3 separate regions of the Drosophila melanogaster genome follow, and all the other regions are linked to region 1. A link is a contact called in public targeted proximity ligation data. All regions are on one chromosome and are shown on one strand. The core of a region is the stretch at or near the end of the contact, and the rest is flanking DNA. Distances in the headings are between cores, read along the strand shown.

Region 1 (2,644 bases), core at 55-2,554:
AACTAATAAAATTATGAAAGAATATCTAACAATTTTGATTGTTTGTTTGATTGTTTGATCGTTTCTGAGCTTATAGGGCGTTATTGTAGGCGTGGCAAAAAGTTGTTTGGCAAATCGATAGAAATTTACAAGACTAATATATATGTGACAATCCTTAACACAGTTTTCAAAAGTGTGGGCGTGGCAGTTTTGTGTGGGCTTTAGAGTGGTCGTGGCAACATGGGTCAACAAACTTGCGCTGCGTCTTTGTCTTTACAATATGTCTGCTTAATCTCAACCTACGGACAAAGGGACATGCCAAGGTCGACTAGGCTCTTGATCCTGATCAAGAATATATGTAATATGAATGTAATTTTTATTTATTATTTCAAAGCTAAGTTTAAGAGTATTGACAAATGTGTAATATTTGAAAAAATAAACAACACGCAACAATACTTCCGCTATCAACGACTGTCCGACTTGACAAATCGTTTGTGAAAAACCGACCGACTTATTCGCTTTTCCACAACTCTTGACTTATGCGCGTTCTTTTCGAATTTTCTTTTGCAACTTTTTCTACTTGACTTCTTGGTGACGACTCACCTCTATCTTCATGATCAGCAACTTCTTCTTCGATCATTCCAGCCAACTGCTCTCCTCATCCTATCGATAGTTTCTGCAGAGTTGTCACCATCACTATCATTGTTTACATATATGCATGTACTTTATATAGTCGGAAACACTTCCTTCCGCCTGTTACATATTTTTCAAAGAGTCTAGTGTAATCTTTTTTTATAGCTTTTTTTTTCTTATTTTTTATTATTTTGTGTGTAAGTAATATAAACTAAAAAATTAACAAACCAAAATTTTTTTTTGGAGCGAAGGAGCTAATCCAGCTTAATTTAAACTTATTTTCATTTAATTGAAGGCCTGTCAAAATACTTATGCCATACAAAAAATAATCACATTTCATTAAGTTGTTTATAACTTTTTAAGTTTCAATAAAAAAATGTTCGTTTGTTAATTTTTAAGTTTATATTACTGACACACAAATAAATAAAACATAATCAATACTACCATGTCAAGCCATTTAAAAGTTTCACTGACAAATGTGCAGCGTTTATTTTGTCAAAATACTTATGCCGGCTAGTGTATATTGCTGATGTATTGCCGGTGCTGCTATTTTTAGTTATGCCACACCGCCGCCTTAATGCTCCACTTCTATTGCGCTCCTAACCACCATGTTAGAAAGCCACTAATAAGAATATTTATTAAGGACCACTAAGAGCTGAATTTGCTGTTTCATTTTATATCGTTTCAAACATAACATTAAGTCGCTGCTGCGATATTAACTCATGAATCAAATTCAATTATGTTTTAACCCTGCGTACGATTTTAATCATTTCAATTCAAAGCAAAAAAGAAAATGTAATTAAATACACGTGAATATAATGCACATAGCTTCTATTGGACTTATTTCAACGTAATTTAATATGGAGGAATACGCTCGGGAACCTTGCCCTTACAGAATAGTTGATGATTGTGGTGGCGCATTTGCGATGGGTTGCATAGGGGGCGGAGTATTTCAAGCAATAAAAGGATTTCGAAATGCACCTTCTGGCTTAAATAGAAGATTGGTAAGAATTTTACTATATATTGTGTAATAGTATATAATTAAAGACTGTAGCGTTCTTAAATTCATTAACAGTATTTAATAAATTTAAAAAATTGTTCTTTAGGTGGGAAGCATAATTGCTATAAAAACACGGTCACCCGTTATAGCAGGCAATTTTGCTGTCTGGGGTGGTATGTTCAGTACCATTGATTGTACCCTTGTCCACTTTCGAAAAAAAGAAGATCCGTGGAATTCGATTATAAGTGGCGCTGCAACTGGAGGAATATTAGCCGCTCGAAATGGTACGTCTTGTAAATTTACAAAAAAAGTTCATATTCAAAAGCCTGGAAAATCAAATTCAGAATGAATGTTCAACAATATTTTTATATTCTAAATGTTTTCCGTAATCGGAAGAATAAGAGAGTGAACTATCAAGAACTTAGTTTACATAAAAAATATAAGTTACATGCATTTTTTTGACAAAGTTGCTCGTAATTTGTCTAGATTGTCGTTACAGGAGGTTATCCAAATGAATATTTTAATAAGTTGATTAAAAAGATAATTGACATCTTCAAGAATTAATTAAATTATTAGGCGGCGACCGACGAGAGACGAAAAAAAATGCGTTTGCGCTTGACCATTTCAATCTTCAACATACACTAGTGGGCATAAAAACTTAGGCAAGAAATATATCAATATATTTGTTTGTAACTCATTGTTTACTTAAAGGAAAATTGTTTAATAATTTTAGTAAATAGGTAGACTATCGTAGTTAAATTAGGTAACATAAACATATGGATAACTTCATTGTTGATTTAACAAATTTTTTTTACACATTAGCAGTGTCATAAGTATTTAGACAATTTTTTTTTTAATGTTATAAATTGAAAAGAAAAAAGTCAACTAAAAAATTATAACAAATTGATAAAAAAAAATATACCCTCCCTCAGCGTCTATCACATTTTAGCTATGCTCCTTTTAGTTCTTTGGCAACCGATCGGGGAGTTTGTTGAACATTCTCTAAATACTTATGCCCACTAGTGTAACTTC
Region 2 (2,644 bases), core at 90-2,589, 110 kb after region 1:
GAAAGTTTTGGGATAATTATAAATAGAGCGACTCTCAGCTGAACGTGATTTCCTCTGATGGCCTAGACCCGGCTAGAGTTTCCGTTTTATTTCTTTTCTAATCAAATCGTCGTGGAGTCAAGTTGTGAAAAGTTCGTTTTCTTGTAAAATGAGAATATGAAGTTATTTTTAAATTAAATTTTATAAGGCTTTACAACAAGTTATAAAAATATGTACCCAAGAAGAAGCAATAGTTTACATCACTTTTGTGTTTTTATTTAATTTTATATAAATTGAATTTTTTTAATTATTAAATATTTTTTATAAGCTAACCTAATCTAATATTTTTTCCAAGATGGATACATTTTCAGAGAGTGCGCGTCTAAATTTTCGCGTTAAATTTGAAATAAAAAGTCTGTTTAAAGTCGTTTGATTCGAAATTGGAGTAAGAGTATCTGTGTGTTCGTACATTTTCAAAGTATTCGTGTAAAATGCCACGCTTTTATTTCAGCTCATATGCGCCGGGAAATCGATCGTTTGCCGAGGATTAAAAATTTGAGTGAATTTTATTAACATATAAGATGTAAATTGGATATAACACACACAACACACTGAGGGAAATTACGAAGAGAAGTTAAGCAAAAAAAATTTATTTTCCAATTATACACCGGGGAATATCATGGAAGCTTAATAAACAAAAGTAAATTACAATTTTTTTATGTTGAATATATAATGAACATATATGTATAATGAACAACGATGTATGTATATAAGAAACTTGTGTACTCAAACACTCAAGTTGCCTGCGAGCAACGGTTAATTCCTTTTTGAGTGTTTTCGCTACTAATCGGCGATCACTCTTTGCCTGTGTGCAGCAAGTATACATAATTTGAATTCAGTTACAGTTACAGTTAAACACGTTTAATATTTTAAATTTATTTTAGAACTTGGGTTTCCATATGATTTAAAAAATTCTAATGAACAATTTATTGGACTTAAATAACATTGCGGAAGTTAACAATAAAATATTAAGTAAAATCTAACCGAATTTACTCGAGACCGACTGTCTTACGTTTTTATATTTTTTTGATGAAGGATACTGATTTGAAAAAATAATAATTTATGAAACAAGAATATAGTGAAAAAGAACAACACTGAAAAAAACTGAAATATGGGAAATATGCCGGATTTTAAAGCGTGCACCCGCCAATACAGGTGCGCTTGCCTTCCATCATCAATCTATTTCGTTAAACGTTACATATCTTAGATTTCGAGGACGGTAGTACGTTCAAAAAAAAAAATGATTTGTGTCAGAACGCTTTGGACTGGATAAATTCATAGTATGGACAGGGCTGATACTAACAGTTGTAATTATCGGGTCTTATAACAGTGAGCTATACCACACTACATTCGGAACCAACTCAAGACCGAACATACAGCTGCGATTAAATCAATACTAAGAGCAGCGGGTGCATTTCGTGAAGAAACTCGTATTTTATAATAATTTGTGCCCACATATCTGATGGGTATGTTATGAAAACAGGTATCTGTTCGGCCACAATTGTTGCGAAAATACATATGTACATATATTTTTATTTGCCTTCCATCCTAGACAGCATATGCATTCACATACGAGCGATGTATTTGGGAGAAGCGTGTCCTTTAATCTTTAAATAAAAACTAATAATTCAGTACGACTCTTTGCCTACCAATTATATGATTCATTTTCATAATGTCCGCTCATCCCTGAGCGGATAATGAGTTTGGATGAGCCGAAGTCAGCTAAATGGCCGACGCTCACCGATTTTTTCTCGCATGATCTCTACGTAAATTTATTGCCGAAAAGATAATAAACTGCAGGCCTTGTTGTTGAGATATGGTCTCATATATTGACCATGGTCTATTATATGTCCGTATTTCACGTGTTCAACTGTGTAGGTGCCTTTTTAAGAGCCAAATGAAATGCTCATCGATTACAATAGAAAGTTTGTCATAGAAATAGTTACTACTTTATCTGGAAGCTTACAAAAAGTGCACACTTTCATCTCACCTTGTTTAAAGGTTTTTGGTTTGATATTAGAAGTTATAATAATGACATCGTTAGTATAAACATTGGTGCACGTCAAAATATTTTTGGCAAATGGAGGTGGATGCCACATGGATGTTAGATAGTGCGAAGACTTAGTTGTCGTTTAAGCATACTCCCTATACATATTAGAGTTTAAATGGAACTAAAATACCTTTTTGAAAGCGTAATCCATTCACTTATCAATTAAAAAGGCCTACAATTTCTACCTTCATACCTTTTTTGACGGACATGGAGACTCTAATCTACTCTAACTAACTAATTCCCAGAAATGCTTCAGTAAGCAATCCCTTCTTCTAGATGTATTCTTCCCAGTCTTCTAGATGTATTCCATATATTATCTATGTAGATATAATATTTCTTTCAAAGAAAGGGAAGTGTTCCCAAAAAATATAACAAAATCCCGGTTTAATAAATATTTCATTTTTTTTATTTAATCACAAGTGTACAAATTTCAGTATCAGTAGCCGTGTTAATATATTACCAGGGTATACCAGGGTATAAATAAACATCTGCATGACAATGATAATTAATAATAACAACATAAAAATATAAATATAAAAATACATAATAAATATA
Region 3 (2,644 bases), core at 65-2,564, 110 kb before region 1:
GAGGCAACGGGCGGATGCGAGATCACGGTGATATTGCCTGGTTTCCTCCACAGGAAACACAAGAGAGAAAAGGTGAGCAGAGCCAATTCTGCCTCCGTTAGGAATGACCTCGGCCATCTTTTCCAAGTTCTTTAAACTCACGTCATGTTCGTACTCCAGAGATAGCTGGTAATCGTTGGCTGTTACTTGTGTTAGGACGGCCGGCAATGCCATCCTGTAAATTTGTATCGATTTGCCAAAAAACTTTTTGCCACGCTCACTCTATCGCCCAAAAGTCGACCAGCCAGTCATGCCCACACTTTGGAACAATGTTATATCCCCGATGATAATGTTCCAATTGGCTCAATTACCTGACACGCTTCGTCTGCCTTAGTTTGGGTTTGACACAAACGTACAAAATTTTTATTCCTCCATTTAAAAAATTTTTTGAACTATGATTTTAAATTTCATTTTTTGCTTTACCAGTTTCTAATGAAATGGCAAAATAAATCGTCACCTAAAAATTTAATAAATAGTTTAATATATTAAAGCTTAACAAAGAAACAAATATTTTTAAATTTCTACAGCTCTCTCCCCCTAGATGAGTATCGGGTATCTGATACTCCAAAAATTCTACTCTGGTTTCGTGTTTTTATATAATATTATTCTAAATTCTTACTAAATAGTGTCACTGCAGGTGCACAAATTGTATTGGATTGGGCACTGGGCCATAATGATTATGCTTACATATGTAATTATTAATACGGCTATTTTAATCACTTAAAAAGAATAATTTTAAATTTTGTAAAAAAAAATTTTGTATGTGTTTTTGACTTTGATCAAAGAGTCAAAGAGAGTGTTTTCGTGCTGTAGCGAAATTGAAGCGAAAGTGTTTTCTGTAGCATTCTTAAAGGTCTACCTGTGGGTGGTTAATCTGCAGTTTAGTTGTGCCATATAAATAGCTGAAGGTTAGGGAAAAAAGTTTCGTTATATATGCGTTTAGGTGTTTTATTCTATATCTATATATTTACTCTCCTAAAACAGAAGAGGGATTTTCCGTTAGCTAATCCATTAGTCAATTTTAAAAATTGGTTACGGAAAAGCGATTTTTTAACAGACCTATTTCCTTTTAATTACATATCTTAAATCTTAAAACTATGTCAAAACTTGTTGAGCTAGCTTACTAATGGCGATATAAATAATCTATATCATATATTAGAATTAAATCTCTCAACTGTTGTCTGTGCGAATAGTCTATAATGAAACATTTAGGTCTGTTGGAATATGGTATAATTAAAATTGTCAAATTATTGCACATTGATATTAATCAAAAATTGTATGTCCTCAAATAAACGATAACAGTTTTATTCTGCAAAGTTTGCACTGTAACAAACCAATTGTATCCACCAATGGCCTACAATCATGATGGTATGCCAGACCAGCAATTTCTTTGGGATGTTTTTCAAAGGTAACAGTCACAGAATAAATACTTCTAACTAGCGATAAAGCGACTTTTTTTTAGAGTGGATAAAGATAGGAGTGGTCATATATCCGCAGATGAGCTACAAGTGGCCCTTTCGAATGGTACCTGGTCTGCATTTAATCCGGAGACTATCCGTTTGATGATTGGAATGTTTGATCGTGAAAATAAAGGGACTGTGTCCTTTAAAGATTTTGGAGCGTTGTGGAAGTATGTGACGGATTGGCAAAATTGTTTTCGATCCTTTGATCGTGACAATTCTGGAAATATTGACAAAACTGAGCTGAAAACAGCACTGACATCATTTGGTTATCGTTTATCTGACCACCTAATCGACGTCTTACTACGAAAATTTGACCGCTTTGGGCGTGGTACAATTCTTTTCGATGATTTTATTCAATGTTGTATTGTGCTGTATGTAAGTATGACTGTTATTGCAATATATGAGTACAAGGTAGCTGTTGGCTCTAGAGATTTTCGCTGTCTGGCTTATGAAAAAATTTTTGAGATAGCTTTGAAGCCAGCACGAAAAAATTGTATGGCGTTTCGGGTTTTTTCTAATGTCTTTGCAAACAAACGCTCACCACTTATAAATATGTCAGAACGCTATAGTCGAGTTCTTTACTACCAGTTACTCAGGTAGTGGGAGTGCACGGGAGGTATGCTAATCATCAGATACCCATTACTTCGATTGGGGGTGTGCAAGTTGGAGAAGTTGGAGATATTATAGCAATGCTTTTCCCATTGTTATGCTCGCTAAGGATGTGTAAAGTTTAGCTGAGAGTGCTTATGTCTATATTTCCTATTATTGATTATATTCATATATAAGTTGTTGTCGTTTCCCGTTGTTGGCGCATTTCCCTCTATGCCATCCTTTTTATACCTTTTACTCGTAAACGGGTAGTATACCCGTTCGTTCGTTGAGAAGTATGTAGTGGAAGCGGTTTCGACCCTATAAAGTGTGTATATCCCTGATCAGAAACACTAGTATAAACGTTGTGAACTAGTGATTCTAGCAATCCCACAAAGCGGCTAAAGCGTCCACAACTTTACTTATTTCTATCAATATCTAAATACACATCTTTTAAGCTATGATAGGCAAGGTAATTTACCATAGCATTCTAATTTGTTATACCCGTTACTCGTAGAGTAACTAGTGATTCTAGCAATGCTTACGCAGGGCAT

The links.
Region 2: a contact with region 1 is called in a targeted proximity ligation map of the S2 cell line, with 4 times the contacts expected there. A contact is called at or near these places in 4 of 107 Hi-C or Micro-C datasets (the Kc167 cell line, the OSC cell line and the S2 cell line) and 1 of 7 datasets of targeted methods (the S2 cell line).
Region 3: a contact with region 1 is called in a targeted proximity ligation map of the S2 cell line, with 5 times the contacts expected there. A contact is called at or near these places in 8 of 107 Hi-C or Micro-C datasets (the Kc167 cell line, the OSC cell line, the S2 cell line and 2 more) and 3 of 7 datasets of targeted methods (the Kc167 cell line and the S2 cell line).

What each region holds. Positions count from the first base shown.
Region 1 is chr3R:3,733,551-3,736,194 of dm6, forward strand. Tim17b (Translocase of the inner mitochondrial membrane 17b) reads left to right here and starts at 1,305. Exons shown (of 3, transcript NM_001015401.3): 1 at 1,305-1,616; 2 at 1,719-1,896. The coding sequence starts at 1,473.
Region 2 is chr3R:3,845,390-3,848,033 of dm6, forward strand. CG41099 reads left to right here and starts at 1,340. Exons shown (of 7, transcript NM_001110981.2): 1 at 1,340-1,505. The coding sequence starts at 1,502.
Region 3 is chr3R:3,621,829-3,624,472 of dm6, forward strand. Alg-2 (Apoptosis-linked gene-2) reads left to right here and starts at 1,315. Exons shown (of 3, transcript NM_001110989.3): 1 at 1,315-1,447; 2 at 1,502-1,877. The coding sequence starts at 1,389.